Regions from separate parts of the Mus musculus genome. Here all the other regions are linked to region 1. Evidence: chromatin contacts called from public Hi-C, promoter capture Hi-C and targeted proximity ligation data. All regions are on one chromosome and are shown on one strand. The core of a region is the stretch at or near the end of the contact, and the rest is flanking DNA. Distances in the headings are between cores, read along the strand shown. Region 1 holds the start of Smarca2 (SWI/SNF related, matrix associated, actin dependent regulator of chromatin, subfamily a, member 2). Region 2 holds the start of Plpp6 (phospholipid phosphatase 6). Region 3 holds the start of Fxn (frataxin). Region 4 holds the start of Fam122a (family with sequence similarity 122, member A). Region 5 holds the start of D930032P07Rik (RIKEN cDNA D930032P07 gene).

Evidence for each region. Promoter capture Hi-C pulls out the DNA fragments that hold promoters and counts their contacts. Hi-C and Micro-C count contacts between places; a contact is called where the count stands out from the background.
Region 2: a contact with region 1 is called in a targeted proximity ligation map of astrocytes, with 6 times the contacts expected there. A contact is called at or near these places in 3 of 39 promoter capture datasets (liver and pre-B cells) and 1 of 130 datasets of targeted methods (astrocytes).
Region 3: a contact with region 1 is called in a Hi-C map of B cells, with 5 read pairs. A contact is called at or near these places in 2 of 484 Hi-C or Micro-C datasets (B cells and the G1E-ER4 cell line).
Region 4: a contact with region 1 is called in a promoter capture Hi-C map of liver, with 2.7 times the contacts expected there. A contact is called at or near these places in 4 of 39 promoter capture datasets (the 3T3-L1 cell line, the C10 cell line, liver and 1 more).
Region 5: a promoter capture Hi-C map of embryonic stem cells shows a contact between it and region 1, with 10 times the contacts expected there. A contact is called at or near these places in 1 of 39 promoter capture datasets (embryonic stem cells) and 3 of 484 Hi-C or Micro-C datasets (all in embryonic stem cells).

What each region holds. Positions count from the first base shown.
Region 1 is chr19:26,602,591-26,607,176 of GRCm38.p6, reverse strand. Smarca2 (SWI/SNF related, matrix associated, actin dependent regulator of chromatin, subfamily a, member 2) reads right to left here and starts at 2,017. Exons shown (of 33, transcript NM_011416.2): 1 at 1,944-2,017. It overlaps Gm52395 (a long non-coding RNA gene), which reads left to right and starts at 667. Exons shown (of 7, transcript XR_003952911.1): 1 at 667-1,026; 2 at 1,128-1,928.
Region 2 is chr19:28,961,307-28,965,892 of GRCm38.p6, reverse strand. Plpp6 (phospholipid phosphatase 6) reads right to left here and starts at 1,973. Exons shown (of 1, transcript NM_028922.3): 1 at 1-1,973. The coding sequence starts at 1,892. The coding sequence ends at 1,014. 4430402I18Rik (RIKEN cDNA 4430402I18 gene) reads left to right here. Exons shown (of 14, transcript NM_001374140.1): 3 at 2,220-2,357.
Region 3 is chr19:24,278,131-24,282,716 of GRCm38.p6, reverse strand. Fxn (frataxin) reads left to right here and starts at 2,127. Exons shown (of 5, transcript NM_008044.3): 1 at 2,127-2,310. The coding sequence starts at 2,152.
Region 4 is chr19:24,474,979-24,479,564 of GRCm38.p6, reverse strand. Fam122a (family with sequence similarity 122, member A) reads left to right here and starts at 2,091. Exons shown (of 1, transcript NM_026520.3): 1 at 2,091-3,786. The coding sequence starts at 2,209. The coding sequence ends at 3,063. The region is part of intron 1 of Pip5k1b (phosphatidylinositol-4-phosphate 5-kinase, type 1 beta); the gene reads left to right.
Region 5 is chr19:28,676,418-28,681,003 of GRCm38.p6, reverse strand. It overlaps D930032P07Rik (RIKEN cDNA D930032P07 gene), which reads right to left and starts at 2,780. Exons shown (of 5, transcript NR_045330.1): 1 at 2,699-2,780. Glis3 (GLIS family zinc finger 3) reads left to right here and starts at 927. Exons shown (of 11, transcript NM_175459.6): 1 at 927-1,408.

The DNA of each region.
Region 1 (4,586 bases), core at 768-3,267:
CGCCCCCTCCAGCCCCTCCATCCGACTTGCAGCACTGCCAAACTTTTTTTTTCCGGGTTGATTGGTGTCCAACTTCCCTCCGCCCCCATCCCCCAGGCAGCCCTACCAGCCCGGCGCTCACCACTATCCGCAGCGAATAGCAACCGGTATAAAAAAATAATAATGTAATCCAGGCCGCAGGGGTGAATGCAGACACCCGCACCCGGCGATCTCCTGCAGGTACCGGAAACCAGCGTGAGCGCCCGGGCCGGAGCGCGGGTGTCCCCTAGAGTCCTCAGCGCTGCGCCCCGCCCGGAGCGGTGTCACTGCGTCCAGGCTGCGCGGCCTGGTGCGGGGCACCGGGGGGCACTGTGCTGGTGTGCGCTTGGTGGCTGGAGGGCGCCCAGGGGCTGGCGCGCTGGACCGGTGATTTGGGGAAGTACATCGCGACACCTATGCAGATGGCGTGGCCCTGTTTTGCAACGCCAATGGGAGGGGAGGCAGCCCAGCGATGGGGGAGGAGGAGGAGGCAAGGGAAGGGGTGAACTATGTTGGGATGGGAATAAAGCAAACTCGAAAGCAGGGAGCAAGAAGGAAGGGGTGAGTGTCATCGCTAGGAGGAGGCTCCCACCGGCTCTCCCCGCCTCCCTCCTTCGCCACCCCCTGTTTCCTCCCCACTGCAGCCCTTCCCCTTCCCGGGCGAACGCCGCGGCCGCTGCCCGGGTGCGTGCGGGTCCTGTTGTGACAGTCAGGCAGAGAGGATTATCCGGATCATGGCCTCCCCAGCCCTCAGCCGCCGTGGCTCTCCCGGGTCCCTGTGCGCCCCTGACACTCAGACCATCCCAGGCGCCCCGCGTCTGCAGCTTCCTCGGCGCTTGCCAAGGAAAGACACCAAGCAAAAGAAAACAAACCCAGAGAGGGGAGGGGAGGCTAACAGAGCCTAGTGGACACCTCGGACCTCTTTCCTTGGGGCTTCCTTCCACCCTCTGTAATGAGACCCGGGCTGGACACCCCGAACTTCAACATCCTAGCCCGCGCTGCCTCTAGGTACCAGACAAGAGGGTCCGCGGCGCCACGGCCATAGCCCCCGGGGCCAACCCTTTCACCTAAAGGCCTGTCACCAATCAACATTCCCTTCCCTGCCCTAGGGAACCCCGGGAGTGGAGGTGACACCTCGGAGCCCCAAGGCACCAACCCTGTGGTAGTGGCCGCCGCCCGCTCAGTGCGCCATCCCAGACTACTACCGCCAAGATCTGCTCTCGTCCCCGCAGCCGGAGCCCTTTAAACAAGTCCCCGGGAGGCGAATAGCAGCCGTGTTGGTTGGCGCCCTGCCGCCAGCCCGGGCTCCTCACCCTCCTTCCCTCCTTTCCTGTTCCCTTCCAACTCTAACGGGGAGGATGGCTCGGGGTGAACTGTCGCGTTTCCAGTCCCCCGCCTCCCAACCCCTCCGCCCCCCGGCCCGGAGTTCCCAAATCCCCCTCTCCTCTTGCCACTAGCCCTCCCCACCTCTGCTTTTTAGGGGATAGGAGGGGGGGGGGGATGCAACCTGGCGGAGAGTGTGTTGCAACCCTGAGTTGGCAGCGCATCACTGTCAACCTGCCCAGGGTCAAGGCTGTGACATGTTGGGATTTCTTCTCCTTGCCCCCTCGAAGTAGTAATTATTACTGTTATTATTAGAACGGCGAGGTTCGGTTGAAACTTTGTTTCTTTTATCGCCACCCGGGAGCTGTGGTTAGAGCATTCCACCTGAGGCCCGCGGGGAAGAGGCGGGCTTTTTTGTTGTTGTAGCGGTTGGCCCGCCTGTTTGTTTTGGTCTTCCAGCATGCACAATAAATAATGATTAGGATAAGGATGCATAATCCGGGGCGAAGGCGGCGCGGTGCCCAAGGGGTTCGGCGGCCGCTGCGGCTGCTGTAAGGCCGGAGCCGTGGAGAGAAGAGAAAGGAGTTGTAAGTTATATTTACCTTGCTCGCGAGCAGTGTGCTGGCTGAATCTTCCCTCTCTGAGTCACCCAGAGTACAGAAACAGAGGGAGCGAGGACTAGATTATGAATATGACTTCATTGATGACAGCCGTCCCCTCCTCTTCCTAAACTCGGGCTCCGCCCCGCGTCCCACCCTCGCCGCCTCCACGGGCGCCGGAAGACGCGCCGCAGTTGGCCCCGCGAGCCGCTCCTCCCTGCCCGGCCCGGCGCGGGTTGGTGGGACGCTCCTGTCACTCGCCCTGCTCAGCGACTCCGGGAGCGCGCGGGGGGAGCAGGGGGCGGTGTGCAAGAATGTGGATCTAGACAGCTCTACTGTATGCGTGGATCTGTGTGTGTCTGCGAGGCGCCGGCTCTCCGCCGTGTTTGTGCCTGGAGCAGAGAAACTGCGCAGGACAAGCAACCAGCCCGCAGCCCTGCTGGACTCGGGAGCCGCACATCCTTTAGCTGGCAGTAGCCTTCCGAGCTTCTCCGAGGAGACTGGGGGAACCCCCCGAAGCGAAGGGGAGGGCAGCCGTAGTAATCGAGCGTAGTAGTTCTGGGGAATGTGGAGACCGTGCTGGAATTTAAGTGTGCCTGCGCCTGCCAGCTCGAGCCTGCAGAGAGAAAGGGAGGGGACGGCGGGGGCAGGGCTCCGGGTGGCACCAAAGCTGTTTGTGGCAGTGTTGGCCGCGGGGGTGGGAGGGAATGGGCATTATCATACGAGCTGAAACTTTTTCGACCCCCGCCTCCTCCCCGTTTCTCTCAAGGCTGTCATAAATTTGCGTTCTTCCCACCCATCCCCAGCCCCCAGTGAAAAGGGAGGCGGCACAAAGAGCGAGCTTGCCAAATCTGTCTCATCCCTAAAGGACTGCAAGCTTCCAAATGCCAGAGAAGAGAAACAGCTGAGAGGCCGGCCGCCTAGTAAATAAATAAACCCAGATAAACCCTCCTAACCCCTCTGTTTACTTCGGAAAGGCACGAAGCACTTTCACCTCCCCTCACCTGTCGTCTTCGAATAAAATATACATAAAAATGTGGGAGGAGAGAACGACCCGCGAGGGTAGGGCGGGAGAGTCAGGGGGCAGCTGAACCATGGGATCTGCTTTTGATTTAAAAAGGGAAATAAATCTCAATCTCTACAGACCGAAGTCTCCTCTCTCTTCCACCCCACATTTAAGACCAATTAAGGCTACAAACTGCAATTTGCCTGCACGTAGTGGTTTGGAGAGCTAGTGTTTCAGTTTTCCTTGAAATACAGTATGTCTGCCGGACCCTAGGTCACTATTTGGTGAGGCGGTTTTATTTTTAGTTTTATGAAGTGTGAAAGAATGTTAGGAGATTTTAAATCAGAGGCCTATTATATTAGACTCAGATTAATGTAGGTGCTTGACTCTTAAAATTAAAACTGCTCCTATGTGGTCATGTTATGAAAAAGTATGATCTATTCCTTATTTTGCAATGTAATGGCGTAAATTAGTCATTCAAAGTGCACTGTGACTATTTGGTTGAGGATCCCTCCCACCCTGGGGTAAAATCCTATTTTAAGATGGTTTATACTTTTACAGAATTGACTGTGAGAGCCACTGGGTGTGAAGTGCTATTCTAAGGATGCTCAAGCTTAGGTACTGGGTATGTTGATGACAAGGAGCAACGGGAACAATGTCAGATTCCTGTGTGCTCATTAGGAAGAGTTTACATCACTGGCCCAGGCCTGGGAGGAAGCACTACCAAGGCTCCACTGCATGGAGCAGGCAAGCAGGGAGAGCAATCACACAAGCCTAGAGTTTTATAGTTTTCCAAGGTGCTGCTATTTGCTTGTTAAATTTGGCTTCCATGTTTTCTGTGTATCCCATGGCAAACTTCTAAACCAAACAAAAGGGACTAGGATATAGTGTGCCTCCCTGGAGGTTGTAAGAAATTGTTTCTCTGCCTGAGGATAGGCCAGTATAACAGTAATGGAATATATTCTAAGAAACGCTAAGCCCAATTAATAGTGTAGTAAATGCATAATCTAAATACTAGCTTCTAACTGCCTAATAGGTTTCAGCTTTACCAGACTATAGCCAGAAACCTAATTGTGTATAATAAAAGGCTTTAACTTATAAAGATAAGCATTCATTAGCAAGCATTAGGTTTTACATTTGTTTCCTTCACATGTCAACCTCACAGCCCAGGTTTAACAATTTGATGATATCACACAGTGCGTGCGTGTGTGTGTGTGTGTGTGTGTGTGTTTCTATGTGCGCATCTCTTGTCTTTCTTTCCACTTCTACTTCTTTCTATTTCTCTCTGTGTGTGTCTCCCTCTGTGTCTCTCTCTCTCTCTGACTTTGTCTCTATATGTGTGTCTTGTGTGTGTGTGTTTGTATGTATGTGTGTTTTATGTGTGTGTCTTGTGTGTATGTGTGTTTGTATGTATGTGTCTGTACACTTGTGCATTTCTGTGTCTTTCTGTATGTCTATTTCTTTCTATTTCTCTCTGTGTGTCTCTCTGTATGTCTGTGTCTGTCTGTGTGTGTGTGTGTGCATCCCTGTGTCTTTCTCTCTGTGTGTCTACTTTTCTCTATTTCTCTGTGTGTATCTCTCCGTCTCTCTATCTCTGGCTGACTCTCTCTGTGTCTGTCTTTGTCTATCTATGTGTGTTT
Region 2 (4,586 bases), core at 724-3,223, 2.4 Mb before region 1:
GTGGGACCGATAGGGAAAGGATAGCATACAGTTATCCTTGGGGTACACACAGGAACGCTATGCAGGCACACTGAAAAGAACCACATTGCTCTTCTACTTTTTACTTAATAGAGGACCATTTGCTTGATTTAGTAGAGGTGACCGACAGCAGGGCTTCATTTCCTGCCCCTGGCCATGGCCTACTTCCCGGTCTGCCTCCTTCTAAGCTCTTAGTTCCCCTGACTCTCCCCAGCAGCTCAGCTTCTTGCCCCCTGGTATGCTACTTGTCCATGGGACTAGGAAACAAAACAGTAGGCTCATACTTACATTTCTGTGGGAACCTTAGACAAGCCCACCTTTTGAATATGTCTTCTTCCATATCTTGGTTTGTTCTATGAGTGCTAAAAGATAACGTTAAATAGTAGTAGAAGTTAACTATCTAAAGATCGTTTGAGAGGTACTGGGAGCAGAAAGGAAAATACTCTGTGGAACCTCTTAACTACCAAGTCCACAAGGGTGGGAGAGCTTAAAGGAATCAGAAGAAGGAAAAAGCTCCAATTATGGCAACATATTCAGAGAGTTAAATTGGAGAAAAAAAATCTGTTTTGAACTTTAAAATTATTGTTTAAAATTTACTGCAGGTAAAGGGTGGGAATAGCACATGGTTTATCTAGCTAATGGCTCTTAAATTTTAATTTACAAGTAATAACATTGTTTTTTTGGGGGGTGAGGGGAATTACTCATTAACGTTGTCAACTTTAAGTAAATAGCAATCATACAGTCAGCCAGCTTGATTTCTTTACAGTTGTCTTGGTGATAAATAGCTGTCAAATACACAGTAGACTTTGTTTCTCAAGTATGGCCGTGTTCAGTAATAGCCAGCATGCGCTCCGGTCTAGGAACCTGTCAAGACAGTGGGATCCCAGAATTCCCAAAGTTGCCCAGAGGGGCAACTAGATGGCTCTGGCTTAGGTCAGCATCCTCGAGTGTGGAATCCTTCAGACCTCAAGGTGTCAATAATCAATGAGATGGTGTCACTGTTGATTCCACAGTACAAAAAGAACTGGAACATTGTGGGGTGACAGCCAGCAATAATCCACAATGCTGTACTGCATGTAGCCCAGAAAAAAGCCAAAAGCCACATCAGTGACGTTGTGCCGCCCGAGCATGACCCTAGAGAGACCCAAGACGAAGGCCCACAGGACCACCAGCACCCTCAGTGGAATGGCCAGTACCAGGTGGTTTAGGATAAACCGCGACACCAGGGCGGCCCTCGTGGCGTGGCCCGAGGGAAAGGAGTACCTGTCCACCGAGAGGGTGAAAAACATGTCCTTTTGATTGTGCGCGGGTCGGCGCCTGCGGACCAGCCCTTTAATCACAGCTACCAGCAGCAGGTCCAACAGCAGGGCGAAGAGCAGGTTCATCAGCACTTCGCGCCCGGCCCAGCTGTCGCTCCTAAGCAGGCAGTAGAGGGTGCCCAGCAGCCAGGGGATGCCATGCCCTGAGATCTCCAGCAGCTTCATCAGGGGCCGCACGCTGCCCCAGGCCGAGCTCTCCCCAGCACACACCCCCAGCTTCTTGGACAGCCACAGGTCGATGGCCAGCAGGGAGCGCAGGGCGATGCCCAGGAAGGACGGGTTCAAGTTCATGCGGGCGTCCTCCGGCGGCGGGGCCGGGGCTGCTTGTGCGGGGCCCGAGGCGGCCAGCGGGAAGGAGCCGCGCCGGTGCACCGGGCTGTCGGACGCGCGCAGCCGAGCGCAGGCGGGGTCCGCGCCCGCGCGGCAGTTCAGCAGCGATTGGAACTCGAACCTGCCGCCGCCGCTGCCACCGCCGTGGGCCGGGCTGCCCGGGACGCTGCTTCCGCCCGAGGAGCCCAGCGGCCGTCCCTCGATGGTCCTCCGGGGGCTCGGCATCGCGGAGGGAGGCCGGTCCCGGGGACCCGGGCAGACCGGAGACAGGCTTCCCAGCCCGTCAGCCTCTTCCGCTTCCGCACTGCCATCCCGGAGGGCGGGCCGAGGAGCCGAGCCGCAGAGCACGATTGTGACACCTGGCGGAGACGTGGGAGGGAACCGGGAGTACCAGCTTGAGGAGAGGTGGGAAGTGCAGGTGAAGGACGCAGTGATGGCGTCATTTCAGAGCTGTGGGAGGTTAGGATAAACAGCCCCTCTGCACAAAAAAAAAAAAAAAAAACAAAAAACAAAAAAAACCAATCCCTTGATTGCCCTCCTCTTCTTTTTAAGATTTCTTGCCCCGGAGTGTTCCTGCCGGACAAGGAAGCTGTGTACCTTGGAGTCTACCTTCTGAATCAGTACCTGGAGACAGACTGCTTTCCCCCTGTGTTCCCTGTTGTGATTCAACAGAGCATGAGATTTGTAAAGGTGATTTTGACTTCTCAGTGGGTTTTGCTGTCTGAAACCAGTTTAATGGTCATAAAGAATAGTGGTTTTGTACATTTATTCCCCGCCCCCCCCCCCCTTTTTTAACACAGTGTAAAAAGTACAAGCGGCCTTGAGGCAAAAACCATAGTTTGGAAGTCTTGCTTTTTGCAATGCAGGCCTGAGCCAAGTTCTGTCAATTGAGTGCTAAATACCCTGGTGGATGCTTTCTATTCTTGGAACTCCCATGGCATTTTCTAACTGGAGCAGAGAGCGTTTCTGAATGTTCTTGGAGGTGTTAGAGACAGTTGCATTGCATTTATGAAAGGGGCTATTAATAAACTGCAGATCTTAAGAAAAACTTTCTTAAGCTTGGGAAAATAACTTAAAACTATAACCAAATCAGCTGTACCTGGTAATTGAAAGCCTGTAACTAAACAAGAAAGCTGTTCATATTTTCTGAGTTTCCTTAAGTCATGTGCGTGTTATATAACAATAGTAGTAAGGGCTAGATTCCATTCCAATGAGTGCAATTGTGATTTTAAAAATTGTAAAAATCACCGGCCAGGGCTTCCCACTGCAGTATGCTGCTGACTATTCAATACTCTGCAATCACCAACAACACCCTAAGGTTCTGGTTTTAGCTTTGGAGTTGAAATTGGAGTAATCTTTAGTAAACCTAGTGGTTTTGCCCAGGGTCCCCTAAGGTGGACTTTTGGGGTGGAGGGAAGATTGTACATATCGATCCTAAAGTCTGGAAGATGTTTTCCAGAAACCTACCTATTTCTTGTAATCCAAGGATGAGAGAAAAGATGCGTTTTTAAAAACTGCAGCCTGTTCATTGGAAAAACGTCCGTGAAACTGGTTGGGTAAAAGTGATTGGATATTATCTTGGGAAATAGTCAGAACCCAGATGGTCCTACTGGCCATATGTGGGTGATAGACATGGTGTGAAGTAGGTGCTGAAAATGACCCCCACCACTTTCCCCACTCACCAGTTGCTGGCCCTGTACCAGACTTCTAAGATAGAATTGTAAGAGGTGCATAGATATGAAATTATTCTAACAGGGCATGATACATCCATCAATACCTTGGGAACTTAACTTAATCTGACCACCTCTGTTTTTAAAAAAGAGAATGCCTGAGATTCACAATTTAGATGCTTCTCCTGCTGGGTGGGAAAGCCTGAGGTTTCTAGTCAAACATACCATGGAACCATTTTTTTTTCTTTGAGTTGTTTAGGCTCATATTCTAGTTTCTTCTAGTTCCAGGTTTCTTGAGATCTGTTCCATTCTTTAGCTGAAAACTCGTGTGGCACATAGCAAAAGCATTTTCCTTCCCCACATCTCTTTGCATGGCTTAGATTTGAATAATTTAAAAGTACGTGGGTAAACAAATTCCTCATAAAAATTCACAAGCCATTGTATTTGAATAGACTAAGCTAAGTGTTTGCTTCCCAAGATCACCCTTGAGAAAAACCCTTACACGTAACGTAGGTAGATATGTTAGGTTCTTAGAGCTCACATACACAAGTAGCCCACAAGCAGCAAACTTACTTACTGTCTCACAGTCCTGGAGACTGGATGTCAAAGAATGGTGGTGTGGATCTCGCTACATCCTGAGGCATGGTGGGAGCTAGTTCTTTGGTTTATAGCAGTGGTTCTCAACCTGTGGGTTGCGACCCCTTGGGAGAGTTTGACTTTTTCACTAGGGTCACCTAAGACCAGTGGGGGGGGGGGACACAGATTATGCTGTTATGACTCATAACAGCAGCAAAATTACAGTTATGGAGTAGCAATGAAAACAATTGTATGGCTGGGGAGTCACCACTATATGAGGAACTCTTTTAATGGGTCGCAGAATTAGGAAGGCTGAGAAACATGGGTTTTATAGCACCATAACTCCAGTATGTACCATTTAACCATTTATTCTCTCTAGCACATGGAATTCAAAACATTCTGGGCATTAGCCAGAGGAACTCCAGTTCTTTAAGGCAAAGGAAGATATGTGTGAACTGTAAAACAAAAGCAGAGCCTTCACTGATCAGAAATGCCAGGTGTCCTTGCTGGGTTTGGGTCCTATGCTGGCTCTGTCCACTTTAACTGAGTAACTGCATTTGCTCTGGGTTGCACGCCAGAATAGAAAACTCTATGCCTGGTTTGTAATAGTGGCTCCTCCTGAGCATTGTGTAATAGTGGCTCCTCCTGAGCTCTGTGTAATAGTGGCTCCTCC
Region 3 (4,586 bases), core at 878-3,377, 2.3 Mb after region 1:
AGTCTCCTGGGACACAAGGAGCTGTTCCCAGCTCCTCAGTAAACAGCGCTATGTCCTTGGCAGATGTTAGGGAGGAACACCTTGAACTTCTCTGATCTATAAGTAAATGAACAGGCTTACAGTCCCCCATCGTGGAAGTCATTGTTTTGGGAATATGTGCAACATCACTTCCGACCGGAATAGCTATCACTGGAACTTTCCATGCCTCTTCACCAGAACGTGCCCCTCCCTGGTACTGGCTTCTGTGGTTTGAATGCTTTTGTCAACTCCATGAATTCTTCTTGAGACCCTTAACACACACACACACACACACACACACACACACACACACACACACCAGTATTGGAAGATGTTGCCTTTGGATGGGTCTGGGTCATGAGGGCTCAACCCTTGCTATACACAGGGCTTGTTGGAGGCCTTTCTGTTGTGTGAGGAACAGCATTCTTCTCTTCCTCTCCAGAGGATCCATTTCTGTTCTTTATAATCTAACCAGCCTCAGGCAGTACATTACAGCAGCACAGAATGGACCATGATGCTGACCGGTAGCGTAGCCCTCACTGTTTTGCAGACTATTGGCTTCCATGGATGGGCACATGATCCCAGAGAGCCAGTTAGAGCTGTGATATTGAAACTAAGAAAAACTCCTTTTCTAAGACAGAGGGTGTAAGAGCCCTCGGACCAGAAATCAGGAAGCCAGGGTTCTAACTCCCCTTCAATCAGGGGGGAGTCACTTAATATGTCAGGGCTTCCAATTCCATATCTGAAAATTAGCTACAGGTCAGAGAGGGAGAAGGAGAGGAAGGAAGGAGAGAGAGAAAGAGAGAGGGGGAGGGTTGCATTAGCAGTCACTACAAACTTCCCCTTTCCTTTGTGGCTTTTTGTGGGAAATCAGAAGCAATAGTATCCCAAGTCAGGTGGTACATGGAGGATGTTCTTAAACGCTTTGCTGCTGACCGCTGCTGTCATTCAATCCTTCTTGAGACCCTGGAGGCAAAAGACTCCTCTGACACTGTCTCTTAACTCTTGAAGCTCAGAGTTCTCCAGTGTCATAATGGCAACCCGAGACAATGCACAGACTCCTTCTCACACTGACATAAAAGCCAGGAGAACTACCAGGAGTGTGAGGAACCTGTTGGGGCTGCTGGGGGGGAAAAAAAAAAAAACAGCTATGAGGAGAACCAATCACCAGTCCTGACTACTCCTCATCCAAGAAGCATTCGGGTACTTCAGCCGGGCACTTCCTTATTCCTACTGTTGTTTCAGAATCCCATACATGTATACAATGTGTTTTCGATCAAACTCACCTGCCACTCCCAACTCCTACCGAACCACCCCACCCCTCCTCCCAATTTTATGTTCCTTTTTAAATTTTTATTTATTTATGTGTTTATTTGTTTATTTACTTATTTATTTTGACTAGGTCTCACTATGTAGCTCCGGCTGTTCTGAAACTCACTATGTAGCTCAAGCTGGCCTCGAACTCCATATACCTGACTCTGCCTCTCGGGTGCTGGGATTAAAGGTGTACACTACCACCGCTCTGAATTTTTTTTTTTTTAAACCGACTCCACTTAGCCCTAACAGTGTATACAGTGTAGGACCATCCCCATGGAGCTAGGACAGCCAATCAGAGGCCATATCCCAGAAGAAAACTCACCCTCCCTCATCCTATAGCCATCAGCAACCAATAGTTCCTCGGCTGAGCCTGGGGCTACGGAAGCCCCTCCTCCATTCATGCTGCCTGGTACTTCTATTGCCTAAGAGATGCGGAATTTGAGATGATCGGGCAGTTGAAGCTAGCTGTTAGAACTAGTTTTGTTTTGTTTTTTAAGCAAAGCTATTTTGATCACCAGCGTATCTTCAGAATCACCCACTACCACTCTGTAAAATTGTTGTCAGCGAATAAACTTGCAGGGGTCAGTGTTTACACACTAGTGCTGCCCAAGGGATACGTTGCGAGTTTGGCGCAGAGCAGGTTCTGGGTTCTGGTTAAAGGTCTGCACAGGGCTGTAGTGCTGGACCTGCGCGCAGGAGCCCAGCCGCGGCGCTCGGGGGGGGGGGGGGGCGGGGGGGGGCGGGGGGGGGGCACGGCCACCAGGTGGCACCACCGAGTCCTCGCGCGGGGCGGAGCGGCCGCGGAGCTGGAGTAGCATGTGGGCGTTCGGAGGTCGCGCAGCCGTGGGCTTGCTGCCCCGGACGGCGTCCCGGGCCTCCGCCTGGGTCGGGAACCCGCGCTGGAGGGAACCGATCGTAACCTGCGGCCGCCGAGGCCTACATGTCACAGTCAACGCCGGCGCCACCCGCCACGCCGTGAGTACGCGCTTCGCCGGGCCGCACACCGGAGCGCAGGCCGCGCCCGCCCCTATGCCGGGGACGCGCAGCGCGCACGCGCCGAGTCGCTCTGGTTGCGCGCGCGTTTGGGTGCAGGGCGCGCGCGGTGTTTGCGCGGGCTTCGGACCTTGGCGGTGGGGATGGGAAAAGACGAGTTTCCGTAATTAACACAGGATGTATAGCGTGTGCAGCAGGGCGTGTTTATTATTGTGTGCACTCCGAAGTTGCCTTTTTCAGGGCGTGAGACTAATGGGGTTGTGGAGTTGCTCTGAGCAGGGCTTTTTGTTGCTTGTTTGCCTCACTCTGTATCCCTGGCTAGCCTAGGATTGGCTGAGTACCCCAAAGTGGCTTCAATCCTGTGATCCTCCTGCCTCCTCTCTGCTGGGATCACAGGTGTAGCAGCAGAGCCCTAGAGTCCAGCTTTTGGAAAATGAGGGGATCTTGGTTCCACGTTCTGACTGCGCGGCGCTGGAGAGCCCTGTGACCTTGGGGAGACCCTAACTGTCTGGGGGCAGGGCTTGGCTTTCTGTTCCGAGGAGATTAAAGGGTAACACCCATTTTGCGATTTTGGCGGGAGAATTAAACTGTATTCGCAAAGGCCTTAGCACTTCAGATAAGTCTCGGTTCTTAGTAGATGCAAAGAACAGAATCTGTTACTCCGTGGCTTGAAAAGACAGCAGTAGGGTGAAGGAAGGCTTTCCGGAGAGGGCCGTGATAGATGCCAAAGAACGGGTCTGGGGAGCATTCTAGGAAGGGGAGAGCTATGGACAAAGGTGGAGTAGGCTGTGGGATAATAATGTCTACAGGTTTAAACCCAGCTTAGGATTCTTGAGGTCCTGTCATTAAAATAAAAAACAATAATAAAAATAGGGCTAGCTTTGTAGCTCAGCAGTGACATGGTCACTTAGCGTTCAAGAGTTCTTGGGTTCTTTCTATAACACTGAAAAAGAAAGTTTAAAAACAAAACAAACAAAAGTGGACTGGTCAGAGAGAGAGACGGCTAGGGTTTGAAGGGCCGAACCTGTAACCCATGCTTCCTCAAACACTTTCTTGGATGTTTACTGCCCTGTTCTTCCCTTGCCTGGCGCCTGACAGCTGGGCTCCAGTTGCAGCTGTGCACTTTGGATTTCTGCATCTCTGAGAGCCTGAGCAACTTTGTCTTTGGCATCTCCGTTTCCTCGCCTGTACAATGCAAATACAGTCGGTCCATCTTTATGCTCAGAGTCTGTTCTCAGTGGCTCAATATCGTTTACGGTCCCCAGTTGTCTACCCTGATGCTCCTACAGTCACTTTGAAAGCGGCAGACTGGCCAAAAGCGCAAGGCTCATGGAAGGTGTCCCCTCCCGGCCGTTGTCCAACAAGGCTTGATTCCGCTGTCACGGAGTGAGCAGATATTCAGTCTCTTCAGCGAAATGCCTGTTTGCGTCGATGTACCTGTGGGAGACTTTGTCGTTTGAAAGTGGTCCCCAAGCCTAGAGCCACAGTAAACATAGTAAGATTGTGGAATGGCTTGCAAAGAAAATGTATGAAAGAAACACCTCACTCAGGTGGGCAGTGGTGGCACAGGCCTTTAATCCCAGTACTTGGGAGGCAGAGGCAGGCGGATTTCTGAGTTCGAGGCCAGCCTGGTCTACAGAGTGAGTTCCAGGACAGCCAGGGCTACACAGAGAAACCTTGTCTCGAGAAAAAAAAAAAAAAAAAAAAGAAAGAAAGAAAGAAAGAAAGAAAGAAAAAAAGAAACACCTCACTTCAGCATGAGTTATAAGTGTTCTTGCTTCAAGTTCAAAGCTGACAAACCAATAATATATAATAAATAAAGTGTCTTTAGACAGACATGCACAAACAGAATTATGCATACGCATTGGCCATTTGATAGTTATGACCCTGAGACTTATAGGGACCCAACCTGTGCCCCCTAGGAACAAGTAAGTGAGCACTGCAACTCTATAGGGCTACCCCCTCCAGCGGATGATGATGGAGTAGGGGATAGAGAGATGGCTCAGCATTTAAGAACACTTGCTATTCTTAGAGAGGATCTGGGTTTGATTCCTGGCACAAGGCAGCGCCCAACCTTCTATCACTCCAGTTCTTGGAGATCTGAGATCGGCTGCCCTCTTCTCCCTCCAAGGTCACCCACATACATGCTGTGTATATCCATATACTCAGGCACACACACACAAAATACAAGATAATTATTTTTTTTAAAAAAAAGATGATCACGATGAAGTTCTTCCCTCATAACTCCATGAGGGAGA
Region 4 (4,586 bases), core at 842-3,341, 2.1 Mb after region 1:
GACCAAGTGGAAAGATATATGGGCAGGGAAACAGGAGACTTAGCTTCAAGTCTTGGTTCCCACCATTAACAAGCTGTGCAAAGCTGACTGTCACTGACCTTTGTATCTTAAAACAAAAACAAAGCTGGTCGTAGTGGCGCACACTTTTAATCCCAGCACTCGGGAGGCAGAGGCAGGCGGATTTCTGAGTTCGAGGCCAGCCTGGTCTACAGAGAGAGTTCCAGGACAGCCAGGGCTACACAGAGAAACCCTGTCTCGAAAACAAAACAAAACTCTTAGCTCAAAGTGGCCAGATTTGTATATATAACTCCTCAAGCCTACCAAAACTGAAAACTCAACCTCCACCCCATGTACCTTTCCTATTCATTTGACATTACCATCTAAATTACCTATTTCTTTTTTTGTTTTTTAATTAGATGTTTTATTTACATTTCAAATGTTATCCCCTTTCTTAGCTTCCCCTCCAAAAATCCCTTATCTCCTCCCCGCCTCCCTATTTCTTTGAACACCGAAATTTAACCTATTGGCAAATCTCATCCCAGATGACATCAGTGGATCCCCTTCTCCCCATTCCCTACTGTTACAACCCTACCCCAGTATTCTGCTCTCTGTAGCAGCTTTCTACTCTATCTTCTGGCCTCCACTCTTGCCTCTGGCCCCCTTTCAGCTCATTCCATGGTGTTTAAAGCAAAAACCATGCTGAGTGTGGCACGATATGCCCTTAGCCCTACTTCCTTTGGGAGTGAGGTGAATCACTAGAGCCCAGAAGTTTGAGATTAGCCTGAGCAATGACTTAGTGAGACTCCATCTCAAACCATAACAGATAAAGCCCAAGCCTATTATTCCCCTGCCTAATACTGCTCAGGGACTTATAATCATAGGACTGGGCGCTCAGTCCGTTGACCTCTCAGGTCACCTGTCTCCTTCTTGATTTTTCTTTCCTTGTTCTTCCCCAGACGGGTGGGTATGTTGGCCCTTCGCATTGGTTGGAACACTCGGCCCTGCCCCCACCTCCCACAGTCCACAGGATTTGTCATTTACAACTGAACTCTGCCCAACTGCCCCTCAAGGGCTATATATAGGTAGTGCTTGACCACACCGTCCCACTTCTACCTCCAGCCATACCACCAAAAGTCCCCTATTTTCTCATCCCCCACTCCCACCCAGTAGAAACTGAATGTCCTCACACAAGTCCATTTCCTAGCACAGTACCTGGTACATAGTAAGTAGGTATGCCCGAATAGGAGACTTGACTGAATAAATGAACACATACAACTTCCCTGTTAATGAGATACAAAGTTTTGTATTAATTACATAAGCTAAAAATCTGTTGATCTATGAATGTGTCTTTTTTTTTTCTTTCATTGGATTCCCACACCAAGTGAACATTAGTATGTGCACGGTTAACGGCAGAAATATGACAACTTTTTTAAAAAAGATGTCACAAAGCTTCTTCCTCCCAACCGCCTTAAGTCTACTATTCTCTCTTGGCCCTCCCCGATTCTGTCCTAGTGTAAATCAACCTCCTCTTTGGCCTTTTCCCTGTAGGTTCTAATCCCATGTCTTCTTCCTCAGACCTCAGCCAAAGGCTGCTCCTGTACCCTAATATGCTTCCTTGAGAACGCCCGGGAGTTCATTGTTCTCAAAAAAAGCCCAGAACTTGCTCTTGTCCACCATCAGGCTAACAACCCTGTCCTCCTGGTTCCTGTCTGTCACCTAGCTGGGTAGCAGTGGCTCCCTGCTTCCAGTCCAGTTTTACAAAGCGCCGCCGTGGCCTCCTTCAGACTTCCCTCTGGGAAGCCCACCAGGCCGGGCCAAGCTCAATCATGAAGCCCCACATCACCAAGGGCCTATCTTTCTGAGCTCACACTTGCTTCATAAGCACATACACTTCTCAATGCCCCGGCCTCCGTAACCTGCCTTCCCGCGAGCCCGCGCCCAGTGACTATTTGCGGAAGAAACGAACACTGGAGTCGCCCAACCACTGCTCGCCCCCTGCCCCCGCCGCGGCGCCGCAGCCATGACGCACTAAGCTGGCGCCGCGAGAACGGGCGTGCCAGGGCGCCTGCGCGAAGGGGCACGCCTGCGCAGAGGCGCGAACCCGCTGACAGATTCTCGAAGGCGGCGGCGGCGGCGGCGGCCTTGGGCCGCGGGGAATGGGAGTCCCAGGGCCCTGACTGAGCACCGCCCCCGCCTCCCGGCCGCGCCATGGCTCAGGAGAAGATGGAGCTGGACCTGGAGTTGCCCGCGGGCGCGAGCCCGGCGGAGGGCGGCGGCCCTGGCGGCGGGGGCCTGCGGAGGTCTAACAGCGCCCCCCTGATCCACGGCCTCAGCGACTCGTCGCCGGTGTTCCAGGCCGAGGCGCCCAGCGCCAGACGGAACAGCACGACGTTCCCGAGCCGCCACGGCCTGCTGCTCCCGGCCTCGCCGGTCCGAATGCACAGCAGCCGCCTGCACCAGATCAAACAGGAGGAGGGCATGGACCTGATCAACCGAGAGACCGTTCACGAGCGCGAGGTGCAGACCGCAATGCAGATAAGCCACTCCTGGGAGGAAAGTTTCAGCCTGAGTGACAACGACGTGGAGAAATCCGCCTCCCCGAAGCGCATCGATTTCATTCCGGTGTCTCCGGCACCGTCCCCGACCCGGGGAATTGGGAAGCAGTGTTTCTCACCGTCCTTGCAAAGTTTTGTGAGTAGCAACGGACTGCCTCCAAGTCCCATTCCCAGCCCAACCACCCGATTTACCACCCGGAGAAGCCAGAGTCCCATCAACTGCATTAGACCAAGTGTTCTTGGACCATTGAAAAGAAAATGTGAAATGGAAACTGATTATCAGCCAAAGAGATTTTTCCAGGGCATCACCAACATGCTGTCTTCTGACGTTGCACAGCTGTCAGACCCCGGTGTGTGCGTATCTTCCGATACCCTGGATGGAAACAGCAGCAGTGCCGGATCTTCCTGTAACTCACCAGCGAAAGTCAGCACTACCACCGACTCTCCTGTGTCGCCCGCCCAAGCAGCCTCCCCCTTTATTCCAGTAGATGAACTTTCCTCAAAGTGACTCACTCATCTTGAATCCCCCTCCCCCAATGGAGAGACAAAAAAACAAAAACAAACAAAAAAAAAAAGAAAGAAAAAAATCAAGTTAGAGCAAGCACTGAACTTTGTCGATTACGTTAAAGCCGTTTCCTATTTGACTCTTCCCTCTTTTTGGAAATTCCTGAAATGTTATTCTAGAGAATTTCTATGTCAGGTTCCTGGGGATGCCCTTGAATTCAGTGTAGTAATATTTTCGGACTTTTTATCAATAAGTGTGTTGAAGCATACATTTTACGCTGCTAATATGTCTAAATACATATGTTATCCCTTGATTTTTTAAATAATTGAGAGCTCTATTTATTTATGGGATTATTAAGTTCTGATGAAAATATAAATGTTGAATTTCAGTTTAGTAAACTGATGTTTTAAAATTCCATAGTTCATGGCACACTAATTTTTGGTGTTTTCAATGGTTGCTATTTTACATCTACTGAAGAATTTACCTACTTACAGCTTTAAAAAGAATGTTAGTCATATCAGTCCATTGGTTGTCTAGTTTACCCAGGAGCCCTTGGTATTTAATGTCCTAGGCAGAAAGGTGGATGGGAGGGAAAAACGACAAAAGGAGAAATAGCACTTGCAGCAAATGTTTTAAAATTCAGTATATAAAGTAAATATTTACGGACATTTTCTAACACTTTTCATAGTAACTCTGGTAAATCACACTAATACAAGTACAGAAATGACAAGTTTCTTTGTGAAAACATTTTTAACCAGAAAGTGCATTCTTTTGGGTATAGTCCTAAACAAGCAGGGGGACGGTGCCTTGTAGTCTTAGCTCACATGGAGACAGGTGAAGGCAAGGCTCTTGCTGCCATCTCAGATTTAACACTTGTGAAATGTAAATGTGTGAGAAGCACCGTTGAGTGTTGGAGAATACCCAGACAGACGATACTCTCTCAATCCTTGATAGACTTGAAGCTATCCAGTCACGTCTCCATTCTTAAAATTCTTGCCAATGAGAAGCCAGAGCAGCTCGTGGCTGCTTTTTTTGCTCTGCCCATCTGTCACCTTCATCTTTTTCCCTTGCTCAGGAAGGAAGCAGTTGTTTCCTTGCCAACAGGTACTTCCCATTTCCCACCAAGCTAGGGCGTGGCTAGATAAAGGTACCTCTGACTTGGGTTTCTAACAGCGTGATACATCTCTGTAGTTGGAGTTATATTAACAGCATTGGAAATGTCAGTTAATTAAAGACCGATGATGATCAGTGGACAGTCACATCCATAAATCATCACTTAGGTTTTCTCTCTTTTTTTTTTTGCCAGGGGGTGGGGGTGGGGAAGTTTCCGAGACAGGGTTTCTCTGTATAGCCCTGGCTGTCCTGGAAATCATTCTGTAGACCAGGCTGGCCTCGGACTCAGAAATCCACCTGCCTCTACCTCCCAAGTGCTGGGATTAAAGGCGTGAGCCACCACCACCCCGGCACTTAGGTTTTCTTACAGGTAGAAGTATGGGCTGCTTTTTCTTTTACAATTAAGATAAACA
Region 5 (4,586 bases), core at 1,531-4,030, 2.1 Mb before region 1:
GCACCACCGAGTTCATTTCATCCACAAAGAGGAATAGAACAAAACTCACTGTACAAAGGCCTAACTGGAGGATGCTGAGTGTAAAATACCCGTTGGATTTCAAGCTGGGAAGTCTTTGCTTTCTGTGGCAATCCACAGTGGGTCCACTAACAGGAGGTCTTTTTGCGAGAGGCTTCTGATGGCTCTGATCGAGCCTGATGGAAGGGCTGCAACTTAGGTGGGATAGAAAGCTGGGGAATGTTGAACTCTAAGAAGAAAGTACCACTGTACACAAGCAAAGTCTGCGAGGTGGGTGTGCCATTCCTCCCAGCCTGCTTGTTTCCCCCTCATCCCCACCTTCTTCTCTTCCTTTTATCCTTTGGAAGATGTCACAGGCATCCTCTCTGCATTCCACAGCCAGTTTTGGAATTGCCACCAGCATCCAATCCCACATATTAGGGTTCCTCCCCCCTCCGTTTTTATCACTTTTCCGTTTCCACTCCCCCCCGCCCCCTTTTACTACAAGGATTTCTCTCTTGATCCATGAGAGTTGACAACAGGTCCTGTTGAAGGGCTGACACTTTTTTAGATTAAAAAAAAAAGGCAAACAAATAGGTTCAGAAAGGTGAAGAGTCGCCCCGCGGTTACCCGCTCTGGAGTTTTATGGGAAGGAGCGTGTGTGCGCGAACGTCAAGAGGGAGACACTGGCTGGCCTGGTGACCAGGAGCCCGCCCCCATCCCTCCCCGCCCCCTCCGGCGCTCACACTCAGGAAGCAGCTGGCTGCGGGCCGGCCCTCGCGGCCGCACACACATCCACACTCCTCGCCTGGCAGCCTCCCTCCCGCCCTCTTCCCCCTTTCCCCTCTCTCCCTGCAGCCGCGTCCCTACTGCGCCGCCGGGGCAGCCCAGAGCGCGGCGCGCAAGGGCACCGGCGCCAGGGTCCGCGCACCTCGGGGCCGCGGCGGGCCCGGGTCCAGGCTCGCACCGGCGCTCTCTAGCCGCGACCCAGCTCAGGCAGCCAGCATCCCGAGCCCGGCCCCTCCAGGCGTCGCCCTCGGCCCCGAGCGAGGATGAGCACCCCGGGCCAGGCATGAAGTCGCCTCTCAACTTTGTAAAGACATGACTGGAGTGTGCCTGTGCGTAGCGCGGACAGGGAGCTGATGCGGAGAGTCGGCCCGCTGCCCTGCCTCCTCCTCCCAGGGCCGCCGCCGTCGCAGCCTCGCGCGGGCACACACACGGCCCTCCGGCCGTAGTTCCGCGCTCCGGCCACGGGCTTGGATGCGAGTTTTCCTTTCCGAAGGAGGCAGAGCCGGCGTGGAGCGCTGAGGGGGCTCAGCCTCCACCCACGCATCGCTAGTGTTGTCACGAGCGGGCTGGCCGGGAGAAGGGACTCGCTCGCCTAGCTTTGTTGTGGAAATCCGGTTACCTGGTAAGTGGATGCCATAGGAACTTTGTTCTGCAGGCGAGGGACAGAGAGAGAAGGCGCTAGAGAGTGTGGGGGCGGTCAAGCCTGGGGACGCAAACTCGGGATTAGAAAGAGTTTCTGCATGCCGGCTTGGTGGCATTCGCACGGGTTTGAGGACAGGAGCACACCAACTCCCCCAGACTCACAGGGCTTCTAGAGACCTAGGCACACCTTACCGAGGCTGATGGCAATACTCATTTAGCCATCAAACTGGCTGTCAGTTACCTAAGAGCGCGGGGTGTAGACAGAAAGGAAACCAACAAGGTGTGGAAGTTTCGTTTATGAGGGAGAGTCTCCGTGCCTTTTAACTGAAAATACAGGTACCAGAAGGTTACACAATCAGGGCCAGATACAGGGCGAGCACCGGGGTCCTACTTAGGGAAACTTTGGCAAAGTGGGGAGTGATGGGACTTTGAGGTCTTTAGCTCACAGTCGGGGTTGTAGTTGTCTTTTCGGCTTCCACGTGTTTATGGGGCGCCACGAAGGCTGTTTTTCACTTCTCCGTCTCATCCAAGTTGGTGTCCCCATTGTTCAGTGAGGTCCTCGGGTTTGGGGGCACAGCTACTAGTTAGGAGCGGTGCATCGACCCGCAGCCGCCAAGTTTTCAACTGTAACCTCCCACGCCACGAAATCGCAGACACATTCAGACACCTAGCACTCCCCGCCGGGTTTGTCACCTCGCGTTTACATTTTTATGGGCCGGGGACAAAATGTCAGCACTGTTTGGGAAATGTCTGTCTCGAGTCCCGCTTCAAGGCTCCGGTCCCTATAAATGACCCTGTGTCTATTTTGAAGTCGGTCGGGATCACTTTCTGGAAAGCGTGAGTGAGCTGTTGGCTCTCCTAGACACACACCTTGCCCCAAGCAACAGTTCCAAGTTACTCACTAGAGCTGACAAGTCACCCGGGGGACGAGAAACTCACCCAAGTGTCTGAAAACCTTGACCAGGGCGGATTTGTCATCCTACTATGGATGATTCAAGTAGGTACCTGGAGGAAACTTTTGGAGGTTTCCTTTTTTTTTTTCTTTTTTTGGCAAAAAGGTTCGTCGAGGTCGCGCCCTTAGATCTGGTAGTGTGTTTGGGAGGCAATAGCAAAACGACACTCGTGGGGGCAGGGAGGGTAGTCGCCCCGTGGTCCGGACAGGGTCACAGTGCAGGGCCCTATGTACCCCAGTGCGGCTCCGGGTGCTTTGGCCAGCAGGGTCCCCCGCAGCCCGGCTTCCTAACTGGCGGCCTTTCAGCCCCTTACTTACTCAGAAAGTGGTTGCACAACAGGAAGCCGGCACGAGTTTGTTTTGTTTTGTTGCGTTCTCTCGCTCGCGCCGCGGGAGGGGGAGGGGGGAGAGCGGGGGCGGTCTGGTTGCCCAGAGCACCGGGAAGGCTCCACTTCACCTCCGGACCCGCCCCTCGCTCACCTCCGGAGATCCCTGAGGCTAGGACCCAAGACCCCCCGCGGGGCAAAGGTGTGTGGGTGTGCCGTGTGTGGGAGGGTGCTGAGGACCCCAGGAGGGGTGTTCACCCACTGTCCCGGGCCGCACATCTTGACCCCGCACCCCTAGCCACTCCTGGTTCCTCTGCTCTGTGTACCTCCCTTCCTGGCTTGTCTTCCTTGACATCCGCTAGGTCCCATGGGATAGAGTGTAGGGGATCACTTCCGGAATTCTCCAGAGCAGTGCCCGCAGGGACTGCACTCCAGCAATTGCAATTGGAGAGGACACCTTTCCAATTCCTTAGAGCTTTAGGACTTCAACATCTCTTGAATTGGGGGTAGTGGTCTCAGGTGGCCCTAGAGTTGGTGAGGAAAGAGAAGTTTATACAGCTCCCCCCAGTGGACCAGTTCTCTGGGTTATGGGACCCAGAGAAAGAACCCCTGCCAAACTTAAGCATCTAGAAAAAACACTGAGGCTCACAGTGGAGAGCATTTCTTGGCCCGAAGGTGAACTCCAGACAAATGCAAACTCTCTTGTGTCCGTTCTGAAGCTTTGATGAGTCACGATTTCTTCATTGGGAAGTAGCCAGGCCCGGTTCCCTAAATGTCTCCGTGCCCGTTGGACTTCAATTTTTAGACTACGTTAGGAATTTTGATTCATTGTAAAAATGAATTTGGGTTAGTTTAAAAATTCTTACTCCTCCTTTTTCTCTTTGGTTTCCTGTGAGGCTACACAAAGCAGGTGCAGCCTGCAAAAGTTTGCAGAAAAACAATGAAGGCTGTCCCTGGAAATGATCTATAGAGAGAGAACTGTGTGAGAGGGCACCCCCCCCCCTTCTCTAGTGAGAACTGCTGACATTTAAGGCCTTTACTAGGATCTGCTACAGTGTTCATTTAGAGGAGCTCCAGCCCCTCCCCCTTGAACTGAAGGAGGCTTTCTTCCCATTCTTATTGCTACTTAGTTCGTGTCTTTTCTTTCCTGTCAGGACTCAGGCCTCCTTCAGAGTGAGTAATTACTTCTGTGTGCTCTGGGTGGATTCCCTGTCTCCTTGCTTCCCTTGAGGTCAGTTCAGGTAGAGTGGCTTTTCTTCACGCCATCGTTGGTCCATCCAATGTTTCCACCAGTTTCATTGGCGATTCTACCAAAGTTCTTCCGGTTAGCAGAGTTTGGATACCTGGAGTTGTCCCGTTTGGAAAGTGACTCTCCTTGGATGGACTCTGGAGTATACCTAGTGGGGTGGATTTTTTGCCTGACCCAAAAAAAAAAAAAAAAAAAATCCCGACTGGGGACAGTTGAATGGCTGGAAGTGATGCTTTGTAAAAGTTCTGCCTTTCTTCATGTGGCATTCAGGATCATTTGATTTTGGAGGACTGCCAGTGTTCTCTCTCACTAGCTCTCCTCCCCGAAACGCGTCCCCCGTTGCCTTTACTACTAGTAAAGTAGGCCTGAGGGCATTCTGTCTATATTGGCATCATAGTTATTGATCACCGGAGTTGGAATGTTAGTTTGTAATTCTCCAAGATGGCAAGAGTTGTTCTGAAGTTGCTGATCCTGGGAAAGGAGCCAGAACCTACTCTTACCCTTTGTGGAGAAGCCATTTCCTGTGTTTTCTGCAATTATTTCTCTATAGAGGAAGGAAGTTATAGTATAAATAAGGTGCCAATACAGGCTTAACTCTTTAATGTTTGGCTGGTTGATAAACTCAATCAGG